2 separate regions of the Sus scrofa genome follow, and region 2 is linked to region 1. Evidence: chromatin contacts called from public HiChIP or PLAC-seq data. All regions are on one chromosome and are shown on one strand. Each heading gives the region's core, a stretch centred on a gene start, on an enhancer-like site or on the middle of the called end of the contact. The rest is flanking DNA. Distances are from core to core; before and after follow the strand shown.

Region 1 (6,454 bases), core at 255-2,754:
TAGCTCACTGAGGTTCTTTTTTTCCCAGTATTTTAAATCTGCCTTCATTTTCTATAAATTTGTATTGCTTTCTCTTCATGTTCACTAGTATTTTCTTTTATATTGTTTAATTGATATTAATCCCATATAATACATTTTATATTAAAATATTAAATTTTTAATGTGTAAAAATTTTCTTTTTCCATTTTTTAATTTTACATTTCTCTCTGTCCTCTACATTGTTGAGAATGTGGGATATATTTATAATAGTTGTTTTAACTTCTATTTCTGCTCTTCCCATCATCTCTCTCATTTCTGGATCTTTTCTTGATTTCTCCTCAATATGGTTTATATTTTCCTGCTTTCTTTCATGCCTAGTAATTTACAATCAAATGCCATAAATTTTACATTGTGAATTTAACATGTTGCATGCTGGATTTTGTTGTATTCCTTTAAATAGTGTTGTACTTTGTTTTTACTTGTAAATTACTTGAATAAATTAGATCCCTTCAGGGCATGCTTTTTAAGCTTTTCTTAGGACAAATCTAGATTGAGTGATTAATCATCCCAGTCTGCCTGGGAACAAGGGGTTTCCCAGAACATGGAACTTTCAGTTAAAAACTGAAACTGAGGGGGCTTCTGAGAAGTGGTACTTTCAGTTTTAAAATTGAGAAAGCTCCAGGTAAACTGGGACACACTGGTCATCCTAGATCTAGGGTATCCTGCAGTCCAGGTCTAATTAGCCCCACTACTAAATTTTTGAGAACTCTACTCATATTACAAGGTCTTTACATTCTAGCTGGTGAGAACATGAACTATCCCCAGCCCTGTGTGAGTTCTGGAGAATGTTGAGTCTACTGTTTGTTGATAGTTCTTTCACTGGCCCTGCAAACTTTCCTTTCATACGTGCTCAGATTAGTGCTCAGCCAAAGACCTACAGATCTGCCCATGGAGGTCTTTTTCTGTGCAACTGTATCTTTACTCTACAAATTCTAGCCACTTCAGCCTCCCTAAATTCTGACCTCTGGACTCTTCAGCCCACTGAGACTGCTGGGCACTGATGGCATTCTCCCATGCCTGGCAACGGCCTTAAGGCAGCCAGCTAGGGCAGTCTCAGGGATAATTCCATTTGTTTCCTTTGTTCAGTGGTCACAGTCCTGCAATGTCTGCTGTTCAGTGTCTGAAAACTATCACTTAGTATATTTTGTCTGAGAGCCTTAATTATATTTGCAAAGACCCTGTTTGCACACAAGGTCACATTCACAGGTATCAAGGTTTGGGACTCGGACATATCTTTAGGAGGGTACAGTTCAACTCACTATAGTTTCTATGAGAGGTCTCCAAAATTGGCTGGTCTTTAGGACTCTACCAGGAGGGTCATCATGCCGTCTTGAAGGAGAGATGGCTGGATACTTGTATGTTCATTTCCATGGCTGTTGAAGGTTTCAGAAAGCTAAATACAGAAGGGTGCCCTTTCCTTCTGTACTTGACCCAACAGAGGCTTGGTTCTATATATAGGCACCTACCCAGGCATCTACCTCCTGTAATAACTCATAAACCAGGACTAGGAAACAACTGTAGACGCACAGATCCAAACAAGATGAACTTCTGACTTGTATACCTAGCTTGAGGTTGTCTTCTACCCGGATATTTCTCTTTCCATTTGGGCAGCAAGACAGTCCCCTGGGTCTTTGCCATTTATAAGCTGGAGGTCCTCCCATCCAAGATTCTGATTCACTCCCTTTTATCATATATTTAGTACTGAGCTATCCTGTGTTGCAACTTTCTTCTAATTTCTTTTTCTCCATTTACACAATTAACAACTTTTCTTTCTAATTCTTTGTAATGTTGCCAGTAAAGTATCAACATGATGGGACTGAATTTTTAAGACATTAGATTTAATAACTAGGTCATTACCACTATTTACCAACTTGGCCTCATTAACAGGGCTCTTTGCTTTTTACCTTGCCACATCAAAATGAAGTTATTAATTAGAGCAAGAGATGCAAGCACTCTGGGTGTGCTTTAATGCCATCTGGGGAGATGCATAGGTCTTTGGTCATAATTCCTGGTAAGTAATTCCAAGGGGATACATTTAAATTGTCATCAAATGATATTTCCCTTCAATGTAAACTTGTTTCTCTCTTTAAGTATGTTATTTTAGGTACCTAAAATTCCCAGTTGTAATCCACTTAAGGCCTTGCCTTATTCAGCTAAATGGTAGGGACAGTGAGGTGTAGCAGTTGAAAGCACAGGCTGGAGCCAGACTGCCTGGCATTAAATCCTGGCTCTGCTACCTACTGTGTGACATTGTACAGGTTATTTGATCTCCCTCTGCCTCAATTTTTCATCTGGACATGTGTGAGGATTAAGTGAATTCATACGTATAAAATGCTTAGGGCAGTACCTGGCACATAGTGAGTGTTTCATGTATGTGAGAAGTTATTTTTATTCATTAAATCCAAAGAAGTAGCTTTTGGCTTCTTTGTAAAAGGCAGTTTAGTACTGTGTATTTTTTAGGATGGGGTTACAGATTGACTTGTATCTCCCTGAAATTTGTATGTTGAAGACCTAACCCCCAGTACCTCAGAATGGGACCTTATGTGGACCTAGGCATTTGGAGATAGGATCTTTAAAATGGTAATCAAGTTAAAGTGAGGTCATCAGAGTGAGTCCTAATCCGGTATGACTGGTTAAAGAGGAACTTGGCTACAGAGGGAAAACGTTGTGTTGAGACGTAGGGAGAGGATGGCCATCTACACCCTAAGCAAAGGAGCCTGAAACAGGTCCTTCCCGCACAGCCCTCGAAAAGAACTAGCTCTACCCACACCTTGATTTTGGACCTCTAGCCTTCAGAACTGTGAGAAAACATTTTCTGTGTTTAAGCCACCTAGTGGTGGTACTGTGTCATGGCAGCCCTAGGAAGCAGATGGTTATTAGCAAATCGCTGTTACCAGGGAGCATATAATCAGGTGGAAGGGATGTTCATAGGATTTTGGTCACGAGCCACAGAAATTTACTGAAGCTTGCACAAACAAATAAGCCAATAAAAGATGAGCTTAGAAGGATATATAATTGTAAAATCCAAGTGCAGGATTATAGTTGGCACATAAACATCAAGAGTACTCCTCCATCTCTTGCCTCTGCCTCTTTCTTGGTGACCAAGAAGTTTCTCTCCATCCCCACTACCCCACCTGACCCCGGTTTTCTGTGCTTTCCCAATCCAGACAGAAGAAAACATGGTCCCCACCTGTGCCCAGATTTGTGTATTAAGGATACAGCCCCCTAGAAAGAAACTCATGGATCAGTCTGAAGTTCCAAATTCTCATGGAAGGGCATTTTATTACTCCACGCTGAGTCAATGCCAACCCCATCAACCATGACCAGGAACAGTATTTCAGTGCTCAAATGTGGGACTTCCATTGTTACCACGTGGATGGAGTAAGGGGAGGGGCCATGACCAAAAAAGGAAAGAGTGGGCAGATAATTTGAGAAGGGTTCTGTTAACTTGATAAGTGACCCCATAACTGTGATGCTGTATCAGTGCAGAGCATGAACTGCAGAAATCCAGAGAAGATGATATATTGAGTAGCATTTGGCCCTTGAACTCTTGGAGCTAGAGTTGCTTCTTCCACCTTCAAGGAGGTAGAAATTAGTAGTGATGTAACCCTACAGGTCACCATGCCTCTCTACACCTCAGCTTCCTCATCTTTCCAAAAAGGAGATAAATAATATTCCTCATTTCCTAAATTTAAGGTGAGGTTTAAATGTGTAGTTGGCATATTCAGGTACCTGATAAATGTTAGAAGTTGTTGGTGTCACTAATATTTGATGAATGTTTATTGTTTTACTTTCTCTTTCAGGCTGAATTCTCAGAATTGAACCTAGCCGCCTATGTTACCGGGGGCTGTATGGTGGACATGCAGGTCGTGAGAAATGGGACCAAGGTTGTGAGGTAAGGAGGACTATGATGCAAAAAAACCTTCATTTGAGAGATGTGTATGGGATACCTCACATGGCCAGCCTCTGTCTATTGCTTGCAACCTAACTCCTGTACTGCATGTGCTTTCACATACAGAGTGTCTGCTTCCAGAGAGTTTTAGGTGTTATTGCATAGGAATGACTAATGGCGCAAATAATATAGGGAAGAAACCATGCCCTGGGCTTGAAAGAAAAGACTTGGGCTTCATTCCTGGCTTTGTGGCTCTATTAGGGAATATTATTTAGCTCTTGCCCACTGGTTCTCGTCTGCAGCATGATGATAGCCCATGGAAGTAGAAAGCATGTATGTGAGAACACCTTCTATTCTAAAATGCTATACAAATGTAAGAGTTTTTTAGAATAGGCTGCATCCTGCTTCCAGCAATATGGCAGAATAAATGTTCAGAGAATCCCCTCCCAGGACACCATATTGAAAAGTACTGGATATAATATTTTTCAAAGAATCTGTTTATAGTATATGCTGAGCTGGAGGAGAAGTGAGGAATTCTTCAGAAGCCCAGAAATGTCAAGAAAGTATAAATCTACAGGAGAGATAAATGTATATTAAAATATTTCTATCTAGTTAAGCACCCAGAGAAAGATACAGAAGAAGTTTTTTGAGAGTTTAGATTAGGGGAAGAAATAGGATTCAGATTTGGGAAAGTGAAGAAAACAGGAAGAAATTTCAAGAAAAGGTGGCATTTGATCTGTCAAATGGTAAAATATGGGTATTCTGTTTGTTCTAAGAATAGGAAACAATATTTGTACAAACAGACAAGCAAAAACAAGGAGAATGGGAAATTACGATAATGCAACTAATTCAGCCATCATTTACTGAGTCCCTGCTGTGTGTCAAGGAAGACGTTATGTGACTTCCTATTTCTAGTAATGGTAGACCAACTCTAGATTATCTGAAAACAATATAAAGGTGGTTTCATATAATGATAATCTTTAAAGGCTTTAAAGAATTGACATGCAGTATGGAATTATGAGGAAAAGAAGAATGGGGAGATGGAAATACAGAGAGATCAATGAGTACAAAAGCTAAATTTTTCTAGAGTATTTGCAGAGTATAGAAAATTTGAACATTGGTTTTGACAGCCTAGCAGGTGCAAGGGAGAAAGAAATCAATTCCCAGGATTACTCAAGGTGTAATGGTAGGCTGTACCCCAAATAAGCTGAGGTCCCAAAGGACTACATCTCAAGGTGAATGCAAGTCACTTCAGCTTGAATTGCACTTTGCTTGGTCTTCTAGGAAAGCTCAATTATTAAACTTAGTTTATGATAATCTCAGACATGCCAGAAGTAAAAGTAAATCCTATGTAGTGGAAAGCATTTTCATCCTAGGCTTAAAATAATAATTCAAATAATTTTTTGTAAAATAGCTAGCACAGAGTCAAAAATAACCATGCACAGACACCACGAGTAAGAAGAGACAGGAGCTATATTCAGAAAGAGACCCTCAAAGACACCAGATATTAAAATTATAAGACACATGCATTTTTAAAAGAAAAAAAAATCCTACTACTAAGTTGAAAAGAAAATCAGGTTGGAAAATATCTGCAGGGAATAGGAAACTATAAAGATGGCACAACCAGGACCCTGGTGGCTCAGCAGGTTATGGATCAGGCATTGTCACTTCTGTGGCTTGGGTTACAACTGTGACATGGGTTTGATCCCTGGCCCAGGAACTTCTGTATGTTGCAGGCACAGCCAAAAAAATTTAATGACAAACTAATTTTATTAAAACTGAATAGAACTTATAGAAATGAAAACTATAGTAGCCAAAATTACTGGAAGTGTTGTAATTAATGGTATATTAAACACCATTGAAAAGATGTTAATGAAGTGAAAAGTAGATCTAAAGAAATTATCCCAAATAAAGCACAGAGAGAAAAAGATTGGAAATTCAAAAGGGATGGTTAGATCTCCTGAGAAGGTCTAACATTCATTTAACCAGAATTGCAGAAAAAGAGGGAAAAGTGAATGGAGCAGAGGCAGTATAATAAGAAATGATGGCTAAGAATCTTTCAGGAAGATACCAAACCACCAAAATCATAAGCTGAACAAATTTCAAACAAGATCAACAAAAAGAATTCTACCACCAAAACAGGATAGTGTAAGTGCAGAAAGATGATGAAAAATAAAAAGTTAGCCAAAGGAAAAATCAAGATGATTACTTGATTGGTATAACGGACTGGCTCCCAGGCAGCAGGGATGCAAAGATATCTTCATTGTGCTGAAAGAAAATAATCGCCATCCTCAGGGAAATGTATTTTCTGAAAGATGGCAAAATAAAAACACAGTTTTTTAAACTTCTCTCTTAGTGAGAGAAGCCCCTCACTAAGGGGAAATTGTAAAGTATGGACTTTAGGCAGAAAGAAAATGATCCCAGAGTAACATAGATTAGTGAGAAGACATGAAAAGCAAAGAAGGTAGAAATGGTAATAAGCATTGTTTTCAAACAACAGCAACAATAATAATATCTTACATA
Region 2 (6,578 bases), core at 1,992-4,491, 370 kb after region 1:
CTGCCACCTTCAAGGTGGGTACCCACCTATGCTAACTAGTCTCACCAGGGGAGCTGCGCTCATTACCTGGCACAACTGAATCACCTGGTCTGGGGCAGTCACATGCCTCCCCCAGTGGGCATTCATGGGACAGTCACAGCCCTTTTCTCCATGGCCTTTCCAGAATGTGAGCCCAGCCTTCCCCAGTGCCTCATAAGCTGGACAGATGTCTCCAGCAGGTCACTATCTCCCTGGCTCTGCTCGGTACCAAGCCACATGGGCCATCCCTGCAGGAGCCTCCCATGGGAATAGTCTACTCAAGCCTGGAATTTCTGCAAATTCATGGGCAGTGCCTGCAGTGCCTCAAAGGGCATTAGCAGATGGGATGCCAAAGCTGGTTCTGGGAGCACTTCAGCCAGGATCTTTCCTCCTTCCAGGATTATGGCTCAGACACAAATAGATCTCAGAGCAGGCCTGCCCTGTGTGACCCTGCAGAGTGGGGAGAGAAGCAAGAACATTGACACAAAGTCCCCTGTGAGTCCAAATCCAGCCACCACAAGGGAAGCCAAGTGCCAGGCCGGGAAAACTTCTCCAGATACAACCATCCCCTTGTTGTAGGGTCAAAGTCCAGCGCTGAGATCTTTCTCTGCAAAGCAAACGGGCCTTGCAGCCATCGAGTGGCTGGAAAGGGAACAAAAGCAGTGGGTCCAGAGGGCCAGGCCCCCAGACCAGGGAGGCGCAGCCTGCCAGGCTCCCCTGCCTCCATCCCCACAGGGAGAGAATGAGCCCTTTGTCCCCATAGGCTGGGGCTGGGAGGGTGGCCCCGGAGAGATTCCTAGGTCCCTTCACGCAGGATTCCCAAGGGAAAAGGGTTTCAGGGAAGCTGGGTATCCAAGACAGCTCCAGATGGGAGTAGGGCAAGCTCCCTATTACTGGGGAGCCAGCAAAGTGCTAGAGGGGTAGGCTCAGTTCACAGAGATCTCTCCCAACTCTTGTTCCTTCTCCCCCTCATCCTTCCTCTACCCTGCCTTCCTAGCTCCCTTTCTAGTCTCTCTCCCTCTCTGTCTCTCTCTCTCTCACTGTCCATCTGTGTTTCTGCTTCCCTTTTTACCCATTCTGTCTTTCCTACTGCCTGTGTCTCTGTCTTTCTGCCTTTCTGTTTCTCTTGCTGCTTCTCTGTCTCTTATGTCTTGTCTCTCTCCATCTCTGAATGGGCGTATGTGTGTCGCTACCTGTCTCATGGCCTGTTCTTCTGTGTGCATCTCTCTGTGTCTCTCCCAACCTCTGTCTGCCTCTCTTCCTCTCCTCCCTGTCCCTGCTCCCCATTCCTGCTCCCCATTCCACATGCTCACTGTCTGTCCCTCCCTGCAGGTACAGGCTGTGGGTGGACAGCTGCTCAGAGATGTTTGGGGGCCTGGACATCTGTGCTGTCAAGGCTGTCCACAGCAAGGATGGCAGAGATTACATCATTGAGGTGAGAGGTGAAGGAGGAGCTCCTCCTGGCCTGGCTGGACTCCCAGGGAGGCACGTCAGTGGGAAGGAGTCCAAGTGTGGCCTTCAGCGTGGTCAGCTGTGTCTTAGCCCATGGCTGGGGCACATGGTGCCAAGGCCTCAGCAAGTGACTCCCAGAGGCTTCTCACCCACCACCTTCAATTACCACCCCCCAGTCCCCACCCTTGGCCACATCTAAAGCCTTTGCGCCCAGGGACTCTGAGCTGAGCCTCCAGAGCTCTAGGCAGGAGGTTTGGCAGTTTTCTGCAACCTGTGGCCCCAACAGTAGGAGAAGAGCAGTAGCTAAGAATTGGCAAGATTCTGTCTCCTTGGGCCTCTTCTATTTTCTCAGTGTCCAAGTGTGTAAAGAGGGCACACTTCCCTGGTCACCATGCAGAGATTCCATCATCTGTTCATTCAACAAACATGTACTCAGGAGTTCCCTTAGGCTTGGTGTGGGAGAGCTCAGGAGACAGAGCCAGTAAGCAAGACAGACATGGGGTGGACAGGCCGGCAGGAAAGAATAGTAAACAAGTAAGGGCGCTGAAGGTTAGGAACGGAGCGTGATAGAAGGAAAATTAATTGTAAGAGAGAGGCTCAAAGGGGCTCGGAGTCCCAGACTCTCCCCCTCAACTTCCTGCAGCCCATGCATCCCACAGGCCCACAGTTCCTGATGTCCTCCAGAGCTGTTGCCTACAGGTCTCTGTAGTCTTTTCATCACCCTCCCCACACCCCCACAACTTCCTCTCCACCTTCTCCCAATCCCACAATGCCCCTCTCCCTCCAGAGGCCCCAGCCTCCTCCAGTCCCACAATCCCCATCTCCCCTCCATGCTGCCCATGTCTCTCCTGGCTCCACAGTCCCCATCTCCCTGCATAGCTCCCCCTATGTCTCTTCCAATCCCACAATCCCCCTCCCTCCATGACTCCCCCCATGCCTCCCCCAATCCCACAATCCCCCTCCCCTCCATGACTCCCCCCATGCCTCCCCAAATCCCACAATCCCCCCTCCCCTCCATGACTCCCCCCATGCCTCCCCCAAATCCCACAATCCCCCCTCCCCTCCATGACTCCCCCCATGCCTCCCCCAAATCCCACAATCCCCCCTCCCCTCCATGACTCCCCCATGCCTCCCCCAAATCCCACAATCCCCCTCCCTCCATGACTCCCCCATGCCTCCCCCAAATCCCACAATCCCCCCTCCCTCCATGACTCCCCCCATGCCTCCCCCCAATCCCACAATCCCCCCTCCCTCCATGACTCCCCCCCATGCCTCCCCCCAATCCCACAATCCCCCTCCCTCCATTACTCCCCCCATGCCTCCCCCCAATCCCACAATCCCCCCTCCCTCCATGACTCCCCCCAATGCCTCCCCCCAATCCCACAATCCCCCCTCCCTCCATGACTCCCCCCATGCCTCCCCCCAATCCCACAATCCCTCTCTCCCCTCCGTGGATCCTCCCTTGCCTCCCCCAATGCCACAGTCCCCCTCTTTCCTCCATGGCTCCCCATGTCCTTCCTCACTTCACAGTCTCCATGTCCCATCCTAACTCCCTTTCCCTGCCCCCTGTCCCCTGCCCCCACCACCCCAGCCCAAGGCTCTCCATTGCTTCCTCTGAAAATGCCCTCTGGCTCAGAGTTCTCCCTTCCCTCCCTAGCCTCGCCACTCCACACTCACACCCCCCAGAGCTCCTTACGGCACTTCCCTTCCATGGCCTTCTCCTCAAACCACAGCAGAGAGGCAGTGCTGACACAAGGCCAAGACACGTGAGGGAGAGCCCTGCGGCTGCCCCCCTCCCTGGGGTGTGGGCGGCTAATGGGAAGCACATGGCCGGGGTGACCGCAGGAGCCAGCCAGTCCTCCATCCCCGCGTGTCTGCTCCACACCCAGGACCCACAGCGCGGCAGGGCCAGGTGACTCCATGGATGGGAGCCCTGCTGTTCGCCCCCAGCCATGCCAGGCGGGCCTTCATACTCCAGCCTAGGGAGGAGCCAGCTTGGAAGTGAAGGGGAGGGAGTCTAGGGTGGACACCATTCCTCTGCCCACACTCACCCACCCCAGAAAGACCAGGTAGCTTCCAAGGATGAGTTGCATCTATACTTGCAGGTTCAGTCCTGCTCTAGAAAATAGCTCTCCCCTCAAGTCCCCTCACCAACCCCTCCTCAGAGGACATTGAAGGAGCTGAACTGCTGGCCTGTGTACTTGCTTCTAAGCAAGCGCCAGGCTGCTCCCTGGAGGAAGAAGGCTCCCACCTTCCTGAGGATGCCTGGGAGCTGCAGGCCAATACTGGGGGTATTGCCTCTCCTGAGACCCTTCCTGGCCCGCCTGCCTCTGCATCTCTGCACAGAGACCACCAGACATGAACACAGCTTTGGCACACATGCAGTCATGGATTCATTCATCCATTCATTCATCCGCTATTGAGCCCCTGCTCTGGACACCAGACCCCAAGCCAGGTGACGGGGATACAGCAGTGAACACAATAGTAGAGACACTGTCCCTTAGAGCTTCCACCTGGGAGGCGAGAGGCAATCAGCAGATGAAGGACCCCTGCACTCCCTTCCCCTCCCTCCTGGGAGTGCAGCCCCTTCTGTCTTGCTTCAGCATTATCTCTGCCCTCAAGAGCTCCTGCATCTCTGAGTTTCCTCAAAATTCCCTCTCAGGAAACAAAAATTTGTACCCGAGGGGCCAAGGCTCCCTACCTCCAGACATTCAGAGGGTCAGGAATGAAAGACCTTTCACATTAAAATAAAAGAAAAAAAAAGTGGGTTTGGACTTTAAAAAACAAGAAAACATCTTCCAAAAATGTTACAGGAGGGAGGGGAAAATGACTTTTTAGATTTTCTTTTTTTCTTTCAGAAACATTGCAGAGTTGTTTCCCTGGCTTTTCAGTTTAGAGTGGGGTCAAGGGAGATGGGGAGCTTTTTACCAAGAAGATAAAAGATATTTTTTCCCCAGTTGGGGAAAAAAAAAGACAGAAGAGATCCAAAAATACTGATTTCTTCAGCCGCCTCTGTGGTGAGGACATAAAATTTGTGGGACATGTTTTGTGAAGGTCCTCACAGTGAAATACTCGGGGGAAAGACCCTTGAACTTGTCCTCCATGACCTGTCCAAGCAATGACATTGCTCACTGGAAAAAAATGTTTCCCTGGGGAGACCAGAATGTCCACTTCCTTTGGCTATGTCCACCGTGGGGACTCCAAAATGCTCTGACCTCAGGTTCCTTGTGGCGGCTGTTTTCCACTGCAGGAAATATAGGAAACAGAAACCGGAACAGAAAGGGGTGGGCAGGTTCAGGGGAGAAAGGATAGGCCTGCGCACACTTAGACTCCACGGTTATAACTCAGCTCAGCCCACACTGCCTGAGAGACTGTCCGTGTGCCGGGCACTGGGATCCAGGATGCCAAGGACCCAGGCCCAACTCATAAGGAGCTCAGTCTGAAGACACTTTGCAGGACTGTCCGTAAGAGCATCTGCATTCACATCCTTGAGTTTGCTCTTCAGCTTCCCAACCATAGTAGGTGCTTTAGACTCACAGGCTCCTGAAAATCCCAGCTGGAAGGGTTTTTGCAGCTGCCCAAACCCCTCAGTTTACAGTTGAGGAAAACAACAGGCACATAGAGGAAAAGTGACCTGCCAAGATCACACAGCAAGTCTACAGTAGAACCAAAGCCTGGAATCCAGGTCTCCTATTTCCACAGCAAAGAGAGCTGCTCAGTGATGGGTGAGACTTGGAAGGACCATGCATGGCTTGCCAGCAGACTATCCTTGAACTTGCTACTTCTCTGATTCAGCCTTCCCACCATGACAAGGATAATGATAGTACCTGTGTCAAAGATCTGTTTTGAAGTTTGTGTGAAATTATCCATATCGAGTGCTTAGAACAGCACCTGGCACAGTGTAATGAAATATAGCCCTTCTCAGTATCCTTATCATTATGGACAGGACTTACTGTGAGGGTTTTTCATTCCTCCATTCAGCAGGCTCTTATTGAGGGCACACCTGTCTAACAGGACACAGGGCCTATCCCCAACTCAAGTGTTCACAGTCTGGTTGGGGACACACATAAACAGGAGATGACAGCACCATGGGGTAAGCTCTCCCACAGGACAAGCAAAGTGAGGACAGCAGGAAAACAGACGAGGGCTTCCCAGAGGGAGGGCTGGCCAGGTGTTCCCCTATGGGTGAGAAGGAATGAGTCTGATAACAAGTGAGCAGAGGGAATGACATGCACAAGCACCTGGACAGGGGAGAGAACCTGGGGACTCCAGAGCTTAGGAAAAGGGGTGACAAGACAGTTCATTTGATGGGGGCGGGTGGGTAAACAAGCTGCATTCCCGCAGTGAGGGAGGAGACAGAGGGGCTGCCCAGGCCCTATTCCCCCTTGAGAATTCTACAGCTGCCCGTGCCTGGAGAATTACCTGGATCATTGGCAGGCATGACTTTGGGCAAGTCCCTTCCCATCTCTGGGCCTTGATTTCCCCATCTGCAAAAAGAGCAGATGTTCAAATATGATCTCTCAGGCCTCTTCCCAATACAAGTGCTGTGCCTGCTTTGAGAAGCAGCCTGCTCCCTGTGGAAGGCGTTTGTCTCCAGGAGTATATTCTGCCAGAGCCCCAGAGAACAGGCCTTGCCTCTTCTCTCCCAACCCTGGGTCAGCGCCAACCCATGTCATTTTTTTTTTTTTTTTTTTTTTTTTTTGGTCATAACCAAGCCCCCACCTTCACTGCTTCCAGTTTGGTGGAAAATCTTGACCTTGGGCCAAAGTTCAAAGGACTAGCCCCAAGCCTGAGTGAGGGCCAAGATGGGGAAGAGGCAGAGGCGGAAACCAGCTCCCCAAAAAAAGAGCAGAAAAGGTCAGCAGAGGCTCTGAACCCTTGGTTGCATGTCTGAGGTCCAGCAAATGTAGCCTGAATTGAACTGAATCCAGGGAATTGATTTAGACCCAACTGTGGGCAAACTGGTCGTCTCCACGGGGGTCATTCCCAGCGGAGGCGCTGGGCTGGGTTTTGCATGGAGAACATTGCCATCTAGTGGTCACTTCTGTCCTGAGCGCTGAGCCCGCCCTCCTGAGCTGCACTGCTTAGCTGCCTGGCATGAGGGCTCC

What was found. HiChIP or PLAC-seq counts read pairs in DNA pulled down with a chosen protein or histone mark.
Region 2: a contact with region 1 is called in an H3K27ac HiChIP or PLAC-seq map of skeletal muscle, with 11 times the contacts expected there. The contact joins two enhancer-like sites. A contact is called at or near these places in 4 of 47 Hi-C or Micro-C datasets (embryonic fibroblasts, heart right ventricle, retroperitoneal adipose tissue and 1 more) and 1 of 2 datasets of contacts at active chromatin or transcription factors (skeletal muscle).

Annotation. Positions count from the first base shown.
Region 1 is chr5:12,109,022-12,115,475 of Sscrofa11.1, forward strand. It overlaps SYN3 (synapsin-3), which reads left to right. Exons shown (of 14, transcript XM_021091548.1): 4 at 3,843-3,934. Among named protein-coding and RNA genes, the nearest start is that of MIR9790, 84 kb to the left of the region's middle. Within about 2 kb of position 1,505, at least 2 of the 83 cell types and tissues checked have an H3K27ac peak or open chromatin away from gene starts, as enhancers often do. A contact at or near this core is called in skeletal muscle, where this site is marked.
Region 2 is chr5:12,481,775-12,488,352 of Sscrofa11.1, forward strand. SYN3 (synapsin-3) reads left to right here. Exons shown (of 14, transcript XM_021091548.1): 10 at 1,351-1,453. Among named protein-coding and RNA genes, the nearest start is that of FBXO7, 41 kb to the right of the region's middle. Within about 2 kb of position 3,242, at least 24 of the 83 cell types and tissues checked have an H3K27ac peak or open chromatin away from gene starts, as enhancers often do. A contact at or near this core is called in skeletal muscle, where this site is marked.